Linked DNA regions of Macaca mulatta: region 1 is linked to region 2. A link is a contact called in public Hi-C data. All regions are on one chromosome and are shown on one strand. Each heading gives the region's core, a stretch centred on a gene start, on an enhancer-like site or on the middle of the called end of the contact. The rest is flanking DNA. Distances are from core to core; before and after follow the strand shown. Region 1 holds the start of S100PBP (S100P binding protein). Region 2 holds the start of AZIN2 (antizyme inhibitor 2).

Region 1 (6,186 bases), core at 2,025-4,524, 260 kb after region 2:
CTCCTGACCTTGTGATCCGCCCGCCTTGGCCTCCCAAAGTGCTGGGATTACAGGCGTGAGCCACCGCGCCCGGCCTATTTTTATTTTTTGTAGAGACATAGTCTTATTATGTTGCCCAGGCTGGTCTGGAACTCCTGGAGTCGAGCAATTCTTCCGCATAGGTTTTCCAAAGTGCTAGGATTACAGGCATTGAGCCACCATATCCAGCCACTATACTTTTTGATATGCTTGAAACAATAAAAACATTTTAGAATTATGAAGTCAATGGGAAAGATACAATGATTATACTCTGTGAAGTATCAAATGTCCTCAAATATCACAGTACCTACCTGATAGGGTTGTGGCAAGAATTAAATAAGATCATGAACATAAATTTAGCACACTAGAGGCATGACATAAGAGATAAATAACTGGTGGCCATAGTTATTATTTCACCCCACCACCATTGCCCTGACCCCTGGTGTCTTAAGAGAAGCATAAGGCCAGGTGTGGAGGCTCACGCCTGTAATCCTAGCACTTTGGGAGGCCGAGGTGGGCGGATAACCTGAGGTCAGGAGTTCGAGACCAGCCTGGCCAACATGGTGAAACCCCGTCTCTACTAAAAATACAGAAATTGGCCAGGCGTGTGGTGCATGACTGTAATCCCAGACACTACGGAGGCTGAGGCAGCAGAATCGCTGGAACACAGGAGACAGAGGTTGCAGTGAGCTGAGATCGCGCCACTGCACTCCTGCCTGGGTGACAGAGGGAGACTCCATCTCAAAAAAAAAAAAAAGCATACGAACGGTAGGAAAAAAGAGTGCTAAACTGGTAGGGAACTTCCCCTAGACCCTGCCTGAAATTATCTAATATACTCTACTCTCATCTAGTTTAATCTAGCATTCAATCATATTGTCACTAAAGACCAGACTAGGTAGACATCTGAAATATCAGGCAAATTATGCAAATTAATGTTCCCTGAACTATCTTTTACAGAGGTACTGGACCTCAGCAATTCACTTCAAATCTCTGAACCTCAACACAGATGAGAACACACATCTAAAAAGGGGTAAATACTGTTAACTTCAAACAGATTATCATGAGAAAAAAGAGGATGCTTATGAAAGTCCTATAAACCTAAAAGTTCTATACCAAAAAAACCTGGTATTTAATGAATGTGCAAGGGGGGAAATCCTCAGATAAAACTGAAGTTCTTCAGTGAAATTCCAAAGACAGCCTTACTTACTACTTCTCTGTCAAAAGATGGCTTGCTTACTTCTCTGCCTACCATTCTTGGCACTTGTCTGGTAACCTCCACTTAAAATATGGGGATCCCTTTTTTTTAATTTTATTTTTATTTTTGAGACAGGGTCTCACTCAATCACCCAGGCTGGAATGCAATGGCATGATCTGGGCTCACTGCAAACTCTGCCTCCCAGGTTCAAGCGATTCTCATATGTCAGCCTCCCAGTAGCTGGGATTACAGGCGTCCACCATGCTGAGCTAATTTTTGTATTTTCAGTAGAGATGGGGTTTTGCTATGTTGGTCAGTCGGGTCTTGAACTCCTGGCCTCAAGCAATCCTCCAGCCTCGGCCTCCCCAAGGGCTGGGATTACAGGCGTAAGCCAGCATGCCTGGCCATATCCCTTTATTTTTAAGGGAAGAGTATTTTTCCGATCTCCTAATTCTATCTCTTAGTTCCTCTACACCCCATCCTTTCTGTGACCCCATTCTGTCCTTCCACATCTCTCTCACCTGTCCACCCCCTTCTTCACATTTCAGTTTACCACCCCCTCTCTCTGTTCTCGAACCTCCTGGTTGCAACCTCAGAAACTGGTTCCCTTTCTATTTTTATCTCACCTCAGAAAACCTACTGCCTTCGAGCACAAAGCCTTACTTTATTGAGGCCACTAAAACTGCAACACCAGATGCAAACCCACATCCTCTTTCAAGCTCTAAAGTCAAGACCATTACCAAGCAGGGTCTGACAGGTACAGCCAAGGGCAGAGATTATTTCCAATGGACAAGACCTCCCGCTGGCCTTTGATTTCCAACCTTTCCCAAATGCAATACATGGGAAGCACACAGCACAAAACGCACTCAGCAAGCTTTGTTATCACTCCATAAAATACACACAACATTTACAAAAAATCAAAATGAACTCAAATTATCTGTAACAGTTTTGCAAATTCCTTCGAAGTAACTAAAAACACCGCAGGACGGAAAAAACAACCCAGGGCTGCAAATCTTTGCTTTAGGTAACATTTCACTAGATGAGAGTGCCAGGATTCTCCTCCCACATGGGCACAGAAAACAGATTTGCTAAGCTGCAGCAACAGGTTTCTTTAAAAAAAAAAATGTGCTTTAAAACACTTCAGGCAGGTCTGCTAGAGCTTGGAGTCCCTAACGAATACACAAAACACTGGAGATCAGGTTAGGGCAGGCGGTGGGCAATTCAACCACTTCTAGGACCTTTCCAGGACCCACCGAGGTGCTGCTTTCCCTCTTGCCCTAGAAGTAACTGGTGACGCCGTCTCCAGCCCTTGAGGACCCGGAGAAAGGATGGCCCAGGCCCAACCTTTGGAGGATACTGCCTTGGCTCTCTCTCACAAATGCAACGGCCCGGGACGGTGTCGCCCTCCAGGAAGGCCCTTTGCATCTCCCTCCTCCGGAGACACCGCGAATTCCCGCCTCCCGGCGGAAAGCGGGAGAAGCGAGGGTTTTCTCCCCGCCCCTCCCCCAGTAGGGGCACACCCGCCCCCCTCAGCAGGCCTGGGCTTTGCGCTCCTCTCCCGGGAACCACCGTCCTCAGATCTCCCCGGGGAGTGGGCCGTCCTCTTCCTGCCCCCACCCGCGAGACGCGGCAGAAAAGCCCGCGGCTATCTTCCCGCCAGCAACAGCCTCCCGCCGAGCCGGTCGGGACAGAGGCGGCCCCCACCCCCACTGGGCAGGGACTGCAGACGGCGCTCCCCGACTCTCAGACGACCAGGGAGCTTCCCTTTTCCTCAGCGGGGTGAGGGGCATCTGTCGCCTGCCGACTTGGAGGTGGGGGGCAGGGACATTCCCTCGCCATCACCTCAGGAGCTAGAATGCTTCTCGCCGCAGGGCGTGGGCCTCCCAATCCCTCCAAGGGGCGGACGGCGTGCGCAACCCCCTGGAGAAGCAACAGGCGCCCCCATCCCCCTCCAAGCCGGGTAACGCCGACCCCCTTTTCCCTCCCGCTCTTCACCTCCGGAAGCCGGGCCAAAGCCTGGGCGAACGACTGCGCCTCACTCCGCCCCCTGCGCCATTTTATCGCCCCCTCCCCGACCTCCCCCACCCCGAGTCAGCCGGGCCAACGCCAGGGGGAGGGCAAACCAGCAGTGATTGGCAGGAAACCGTCCCGCCTCTAGGAGGGTTGTGCCCCGCGCAGGCGCTTCAGCCCCGCCCTCCGCACCGCCTACCGTGCCCGCCGGCTCCACCTTTTCCCGTCTCATCGACCTGCTCGACTCTCCGCTGCTCCTCACTTTTTCCAGCTACTGCCGGGCGGGGAGGGGTCCAGGCCGAGCAAGCGGAGCGCCGAGCCCAGCTGATGCAACCTGGCTGGACTCGCGTGACAGTTCCCGGTACGCGGCGGCGACGGTGACCCAGGAAGGGGCTCTGGTGCCGGGCTGAGCAGGGGAAGCAGGGGTAGCGGAGCCATGGGGGACGCTCCCAGCCCTGAAGAGAAACTGCACCTTATCACCCGGAACCTGCAGGTCAGGCCTGGGGGTCGGAAATGCGCCGTTGGGGACTAGGAGCCCGAGGTTCAGTGATTTTGAGCCCCATTACGGGGTTCTAAGTATGTGGGGCCGGGGTCTCGGCGCTGGGGCAGCTCTGAGAAAGGCTGTAGATCTCACTGCTGGTCGGTCAGTCAATCAAGCAGCCCTTACCTGGGTTCCACAGAAAGCACAGCGGGCTCATCTCTTCCGTCCAGTTACCTTGTGTTGGAGCCAAGCTTTGAATCCAGGACTCCCACTCCACCACCCTATTAAGTGCCAGACCTGGAGCTTAGTCGCTGGGGATACGTCAAGCCAGAGCTTGTCTGAAGGGGATCAGACGTTAAAAATGACCCATTACGGTTCAAGTAAGTACTGGAAGATGCTATACTGGGAGCTTTAAAAGGAAAAAGAGAAGGGAAGCCTTCCCTGAGGAAGTGACCTCTAAACTGCGCCTTGAAGATAGTGGATCCCCCCTCCTCATATGTTCCGATTGTTACCAAGAAATACGGGAGTAGAAGTTAACCAGAGGAAGAATGGAAGAATGACGAGGGAGAGCATTTCAGATGGAGGGAACAGAAATTGTGGCTAATTTAGCTGGAGTGGAGTGAGCAAAGTTATGCGGAAGTACTTAAATATTTGTGTTGCTTATTCCCTTAACTTTTTCAGGCTTCTATTGTCACCTTATCAGGGAGGCATGATTTCCGACCACTTTATTTAAATAACAAACCCTCTGGCACCAGAACTGCCCCATCCCTTGCTCTGCCTTTTTTTTTCTGTTGTTATTTCTACATGCTATACATTTTATTTGTTTATTTGTTTAGGAGAGGTAGGCAGGGTCCAAGTCACGGGCGCCTTGCAGGCCTTATTCTGTTCAATTTTAAATTGTGCTTTCTTCAAAGAGCAGTTGATACATCACTTGGGCCACAGCCTGCTCTGTTTTTTCTTTTTTGAGATGTAATTCACATACTATAAAATTCACCCTTTTAAAGTGTACAATTCAGTGGGTTTTAGTATGTTCACAAGGTTGTGCAACCATCACACTAATCTAATAAAACTTGCACCCATTAGCAGACACTATCTATTACCCACTACTCCTAGCCTTAGGGAAACACTAATCTACTCTCTGTCTCCAGGTATTTGCCTATTCTGGGCATTTCCTGTAAGTAGAATCATACAATATGTGTCTTGTTGCGGCTGATTTTTTGCACTTAGCATAATGTTTTCAGAGTTCATGCATGTATTTGCACCTAACAGAACCTCATTCCTTTTTTAGTTTTGTTTTTTTTTTGAGACAGAGTCTCCTCGGTCGCCCAGGCTGGAGTGCAGTGGCGCGATCTCAGCTCACTGCAAGCTCCGCCTGCTGGGGTCCACGCCATTCTCCTGCCTCAGCCTCCCGAGTAGCTGGGACTACAGGCGCCAGCCACCACGCCCGGCTAACGTTTTGTATTTTTAGTAGACCGGGTTTCACCGTGTTAGCCAGGATGGTCTCCATCTCCTGACCTCGTGATCCACCCGCTTCGGCCTTCCAAAGTGCTGGGATTACAGGCGTGAGCCACCGCGCCCGGCCTAACGTCATTCCTTTTTATAGTTGAATGATACTCTGATGTATGGGTATACATTTTGTTTTTCCGTTCATCAGTTGATGGACATTTGGGTTATTCCATTCACAACTTAGTCTTAACCAAAGGTTTTTGCATGCTTCCCCTAGCTAGATTCTTTGTTTCCTATTCTCTCTCCATAAAATAGTGCTGGTTGGAGACTAAAAATACACAAAACTATTAGAATTTACTCAATTGGGTTTTTCGTTTTGGGGTTTTTTTTTTTTTTTTTTTTTTTTGAAACGGAGTTTCGCTCTTGTTGCCCAGGCTGGAGTGCAATGGCACAATCTTAGCTCACTGCAACCTCTACCTCCCGGGCTCAAGCGATTCTCCTGCCTCAGCCTCCTGAGTAGCTGGAATTACAGATATGTGCCAACACGCCGGGCTAATTTTTGTATTTTTAGTAGAGACGGGGTTTCACCATGTTAGCCAGGCTGGTCTCAAATTCCTGACCTCCAGTTATCCGCCAAACTCGGCTTCCCAAAGTGCTGGGATTAACAGGCGTGAGCCATGGCACCCGGCCTCACTCAGGTTTTAAAGGCTAAGTAATGTGACATCTTCCTGGATGGTGAGAACCCTCCAAGTGTCCACATAGTTGGGGTGCTCTTGAGCATGCGGGATCAGCTACCAAAAGACTTGGAGCACAGGATTTTAACAAGTCCTGGTAATACATGATTCAAACTAGCAGTCTATCATAGTTTCTAACAGCCTCCAAAACTGTAACTTGAGGAAACACTACAGCCTCTTATCAGAGGTACACTGGCCTCTTAGAATTTTTTCAATACTGTCATAGGACAAAAAGAAATCATTAAAGGTTTGCAAAAAGGAAAATGAGTTTTAAAGAAGTTTTTGAGTTTTAAAGACTATCT
Region 2 (5,718 bases), core at 3,211-5,710:
CATCCAGCCCTAGCTTATGCCAGGCCCTTGGTCAGTGTCCACTAAGGCACAACGCTGTTAAGCATGGCCACCTGCTATGGCCGACCAGAAGAGGGCAGCCTTGGCCTTCCAAGAAAAGCTGTTAAGTCCAGGAGCCACCTCTCCAGAAGTGCACCAAAAGGTCTGCGTGATCCCATCGCAGGGAGGGGGCTTAGGTCTCTCCTTGCCCCTGCAGTTGGCTGAGGGCATCCATCGCTGGCTGAATCCCAGCTCAACTATCCTCTCCTTAGCGACCTTGGAAAAGACAGAGTCCAAGGCAACTCAGCAGGACTCAAGCTGCCACCACCCTGGTACGGAACCTCCATCTCTCATTTCCTTATACGTTAAATGTGTCCTCACCAGGCTACGGTCAGAATCCCCATTTAAAAAATAATAATTACCTCACAGGGCTGTTGCGAGAGTAAAATGAGATCATGTACAGAAAACAGTTGGCAAAGTGCCTGACACAACAGACGCACTCAGCAAAGGGCAGATGCTTCTCCAGTCCCTGTTGTCATCAAGGTCTCCCTGAGCCTTAACACTCCACTCTGCCCTTTCTTCTAGAGAACTGAGCCCCTCCCCCTGGGGTTCCTGAAGCAGAAAACTAGGCAGTGGGGTTTGGTCCTGTTGTTCACCCTAGACCTCAGGGACTGAAAGGATCCTGCTCCTTCTCATCCCACGTGGAGGCCCAGGGCACTGTAGGAAGAAATGGGAAGCGTGCATGTCCTGGCTCTGCTACCCACAGACGGCTGGCCCCACAGTTTCCTCAACTGTAGAACAGCCGTCTCTCCCGCTGTGTGCCTCACAGAGCTTCATGGAAGACATGCACAAAACGAGGTGTGCAGAGCTTGAACTAAACCAAAGACAAGGGGAAGCACCTCATCTACCATGAAAGGCGTTAACATTCGGTCCCTGATACAGGTTAACCTGCTCGTTCTAACCATCCCCGCCAAATGCACACCTCTCCCCAACCTGGAGTCGCTCCAGCCCTGTCATCCTGCCCAGGACTCCAGGAGTCCTTTCTAGAACTCTTCTCACAACATCCAGCCATATTAGGCAACCATTACTAACCACCAAGAAAATGGTGCTAAGGACACTATCACAAACCAGTGCCCACTGGACTTGCTCCCACCTCAGGGCCTCTGCGCTTGCTGTTCCTGCTGCCTGAAATGCCCTTTCCCTGGTTATCCACCTGGCTTGATCCGTTGGCTCTTTTGGGTCTGTATTCAAGTCTCAGTGAACCCTTCCCTGGTCAAACTATCTAAAAGTACAATCCTCTCTCCCAATATTCCTTACTTCCCTTTCCTGCTTTCTCTCTACAGCGTTTTCCATCTAAAATACTACATATTTTCATTATTTAATCTGGTTTTTTTTGTAAACAAGCTCCATGAAGGAAGGGCTTTTGTTGTTTTATTTTGCTCACTGCCAAATCCCCACCTAGAATAGCACTTGGCCTCAGAGGAAATGCCCAATTAATATTTGCTGAATTAATAAATGAGATACTTTCAAAGCTCTACTTAGTTGAAACTTTATAGCTTAAAGGCTCTTATCTAGCAAGGACAGAATGGAAATAAACTAAGCATTCAACTCAAGGACAGCAGTCTATCAATTCTGTATTGCTAGCCCTGCCTAGCACAGTGACTACCACATTATAGGAGTTCAGTGGATACTGAACGACAGTAGATAAGCAAAGTTAATCTAAAGTGGCCATGCGCGGTGGCTCACGCCTGTAAACCCAGCACTTTGGGAGGCCGAGGCAGGTGGATCACCTGAGGTCAGGAGTTTGAGATCAGCCTGGCCAACATGCTGAAAGCCAGTCTCTACTGAAAATACCAAAAAATTAGCCGTGTGTGGTGGTGCATGCCTGTAATCCCAGCTACTTGGGAGGCTGAGGGCAGGAGAATTGCTTGAACTCGGGAGGTGAAGGTTGCAGTGAGCCAAGATGGCACCACTGCACTCCAGCCTGGGTGACAGCAAGACTCCGTCTCAAAAAATGAAAAAAATAAATCTAAAGAGAGCAGGAGGGAATGAAGACAATGGCAGAAATCAAATTAGAAAGACAGAATTGGTGGCAACAACAAAACTACAAGGACTAGTTAAGAAAATGCACCATCACACATTATTATGATTATAAAAGGAAAAAGAAAAGAAACCAACAATATGGAGATATGTTGGTTTTGTTTTAATTAGAAGAACATCATGTATAGCTCTGTGCCAAACAAATTTGCAAATCTCCATTAAAAAGATGAGCTTTCTACCAGGGACGCAGAAGATTCCAATCTGGAACTTCAAGGCTGACAAATTCCATGCTCGTTTCTCCCTCCCTCATCCCTTGAGACCCCTCCTGAGTGGGTGGTCTTCCCAGAGGGCAAGGACCAACTGCAGGTACCTCTTGCTCCCCAGAGCCCACCTGCACTAGCCTGGCCATGTGTGTGTTGAGTGGGCATGGAGGGTCAGTGCACCGTGGGGGCGGGGCTCACCTTGTTGGCACAGCTGAAGCCCAGCCCCAGCTGGGCCAGAACCTTCAGCACACCTGGGCTGCTGTTGCACTTGACAGCGTAAAAGGGCCGGACTCGTGGCAGGCACTTCAGAAAGCAAAAGTGCTTCCTCACTATGGCACCCAGGTCAGCCACGAAGAAGGCAGCGACCTCGTCCTGAATGACAAGAAGTGGATGAATATGAGACCCCATCCAGCTCCCATCCTGTGCATGCCATCCATGATCCTTCCAAGTACCTGACCCAGGTTCAGTTCTGGCCACAGAGCTACCCTGCTGTAAAGTGTTCTGGGCCTCCCCAAGCCTACACGACAGAAGGCAAACTCCTCAGTCTGGCATTCAAGGCTCTGTGATCTAGCCCCAACCCCTCCCCTCAATGTGGCTAAAACTCCAGCTGTAGGTTGGATCATTTTCCCACGTTCAAACCTTTGTTCCCACCATGACCTCTGCAGAATACCATTCCCACTCCTGTGTCTGGCAAAATCCTTAAAGTTTCACTCATATGCCACCTTCCCCAAACCAATAAGGCAACTCTGCTTTTAGATGCTCCCACAGCATTTGCACGTGCTTCCAAGGTATCAGAACTGCATATGCATCCATCCATTCTAGAAAAGGGTAAATTCCCTAAAGGCAGAAGCTGTGACCTACAGCTCATTGCCTTCCAAACACAGGTGTTCGATGAAGCCTTAAGCTCATCCCACTGACACTGCAACCGATGCCTATGGACAACTGTTCATTGCAGATGTGCTAAAGGCCAAACATGTATGAGGCTGTGGGTGAGACCACATTACTTAAATGTGGAAGGGACCCTTCCAGAGTTCCTTCCCTGAGACTCAGTTTCCCTTTCATGCAACACTTTTTTACTCATGCCCAGTTGGTGCCAAACATTATGCTAAGAGACAGAGATGACCAAACAGTACTGTTGCTCTGAAGGAGCTTGGGTCTGGAAGAAAAGGAACCCCTTAAGTACTTACGAGTCCACTCAGTAGATGTTAGATGGCAGTTTCTACAAGGTGCAGTGCGGGGGCATGGAGAAAGAAAATACAAAATCTGCCTGGGGCGATCAGGAAAAGGCAACACTGATGAGAAGCAAGGAATGACTAGAAAGGGCTAAAGAGGGGAAAGGCCGAGAGAAGGATGCTACAGGCAGAAGGAATAGCCTGGGCAAAGGCATGGTAATAGGGCACACGGCATCATTGGGAAACGCAAAATTAGTCATTCAGCTTGAAGGAGCATAATATATACTGTGGGGAAAACTGGGAGTGGGGAAAACTGGGAATGGGGCTATGGAGGCAGGGAAGCTCTGACTTGATCCTGTAGGCAGTGGGGAAATGCCAAATTCTGATATTGAACAGGACTATGATACATTTGGAGGGGGTGGCATGAGACAGGGAGGAGATCAGGGGGCCTTTGGAGAGAGGAAGACTAAGCTAGAAAATGAGGTTCCACATAAGCACATTGGAGGGTTATTTAAGGAGGCAGAATTCACAGGGCTTGGTAATGCCTAGATGTGGGCGGTGAGGGAGAGGGGGCAGCAGGACAGGAATCGCCGGTTTCTGACCTTGGAGGACTGGGTAGAAAGGCAACATAGGAGGGGAGGTTTGGGGGCAAGGACCAAGAATTGGGGATAAATTGAGCCCCTCTCTTGCAAATAGCAAGGATTGCGTACCAAATAAGTGAAAGGATAAGATGAGGGCCCTAGGGACCCTTCCTGAGAAGGCAGCTGATCTGTACAGGGGACGGGGACCCACCCCCATTCCCAGCCCCTCACCGTGGTGGCCTCTGAGGCCCCCAGAGTGAGTTCCTTCAGCAGGTCTCGGGTACTGAAGCCCTCCTCCACCATCACAAAGTCCGATTCACTCAGGTAGCCAGCCATGCCTTGCAGGAGGAGCTGACGGGCTGGATGGAGCCGCTGCTGCAGCCGCCGCCTTAGAAAGTATGCAACACACTGCGGGGCGGGGGGAGATGAAGGGAACAGCTGGGGGGCCAGCTCCGCTGCCCCACTCACCTCCCCAGGCCAGGGAACCCAATCCCGTCACAACCCGCCCCCAGCACAAGCCCGGGGTTCATTAGGCAAGGGTGGAGAAAATAAAGAATCCCGGATTTCAAACGGAGACAAGGCACTGTATGTCCAAATGTCACTGCCTCTCCGAGTCAGTTGCCCCACCAGTAAAATGGATGAATTGTTTTGGAGAGCCTTCTCAGTTCTGAAATTCTGGATTTCAGGAAACAGTGAAAGAGAGATGGAACAGAAAATCTGAGAAACTTGGGTGGGGAAGTTTCCAGGGCGCCCCCAGTCTTGACCACGCCCACCCAGAGGGTAGCCGGTGGCCACGCCAAGGAGTCTCAGCCTGAGAGTAAGAGCTTAAGTTCGAGTCCGCTCTCTACTGCTTGACCTCGGGTACCCTCTGACCCTCTTCGGAGCCTCACTTTCCCCAACTGTAAATGGGGGCTGGACTGATTCTGACATGCTAGAATTCTAGGCGTGCCTGGGGGCGCCACGTGGTGGGTGGGGGCCGCAAGCTCCTGGGACTGAACGGAAGGCCAAGGTTTTTTCTGTCCGAGTGACTCCTACCGCGTGCAGTGACTCCTACCGAGTGCAGGGCCGAGGTCCCCCCATCCCCCAGGGCCCCTTACCAAGCTCCGTCCTCCTTCGCGGGGGCCAGAGCCAGGCGCGCTGCTAGGGGGGGTCGCCGGTGACCTCGGAACTTGTGCAACACCCCGAGGAGGAGTGGCAGTTGCGGAGCCGAGGCCCCTGCTGACAGGAGGCAGAAGGGGCCGGGGGGCAGGTCAGCACCAGAGCGGAGGGCGTCCGCTCCCCGAGGCTCCCCAGGCCACTTTCCGCACTCGCCTTAAAACGCATTTACACGGCTTCGGCCCATAAGTCTCCCCAGCGAGTGAATCGGCTCCTCGGCGCCTCCGCTCTCTCGCTCCCCCGGGATCGGGTCCCGCGGCCTGCGCCCTGCCCGCCCAGCAGCCACCGACCCCCACGCCCAGCCTTCCGCCCGCAGCGCGCTTATATAACCCCAGCCAGGCCCCGCCCATGGCGCCGAGGCCCTGCCTCCGCTTGGCCGTAGCCCTGGCAACCGGGTGCCGCCATCCCATTGGTCGATTCCGACATAAAGCACTCAGCTCTGCCCGCCGGTGCCGCAGTCTTCTCCCTCGGAGACCTGGCGGTGACTAACCCACGCTGGGAAATCGGAAC

The links. A called contact is a pair of places that touch in the nucleus more often than the background predicts.
Region 1: a Hi-C map of liver shows a contact between it and region 2, with 2.7 times the contacts expected there. The contact joins the promoter of S100PBP here to the promoter of AZIN2 in region 2. A contact is called at or near these places in 2 of 14 Hi-C or Micro-C datasets (fetal cortex germinal zone and liver).

Annotation. Positions count from the first base shown.
Region 1 is chr1:208,036,692-208,042,877 of T2T-MMU8v2.0, forward strand. S100PBP (S100P binding protein) reads right to left here and starts at 3,275. Exons shown (of 7, transcript NM_001266754.1): 1 at 3,209-3,275. It overlaps YARS1 (tyrosyl-tRNA synthetase 1), which reads left to right and starts at 3,524. Exons shown (of 14, transcript XM_028836407.2): 1 at 3,524-3,716.
Region 2 is chr1:207,774,926-207,780,643 of T2T-MMU8v2.0, forward strand. AZIN2 (antizyme inhibitor 2) reads right to left here and starts at 4,461. Exons shown (of 9, transcript NM_001266222.3): 1 at 4,285-4,461; 2 at 2,499-2,672. The coding sequence starts at 4,389.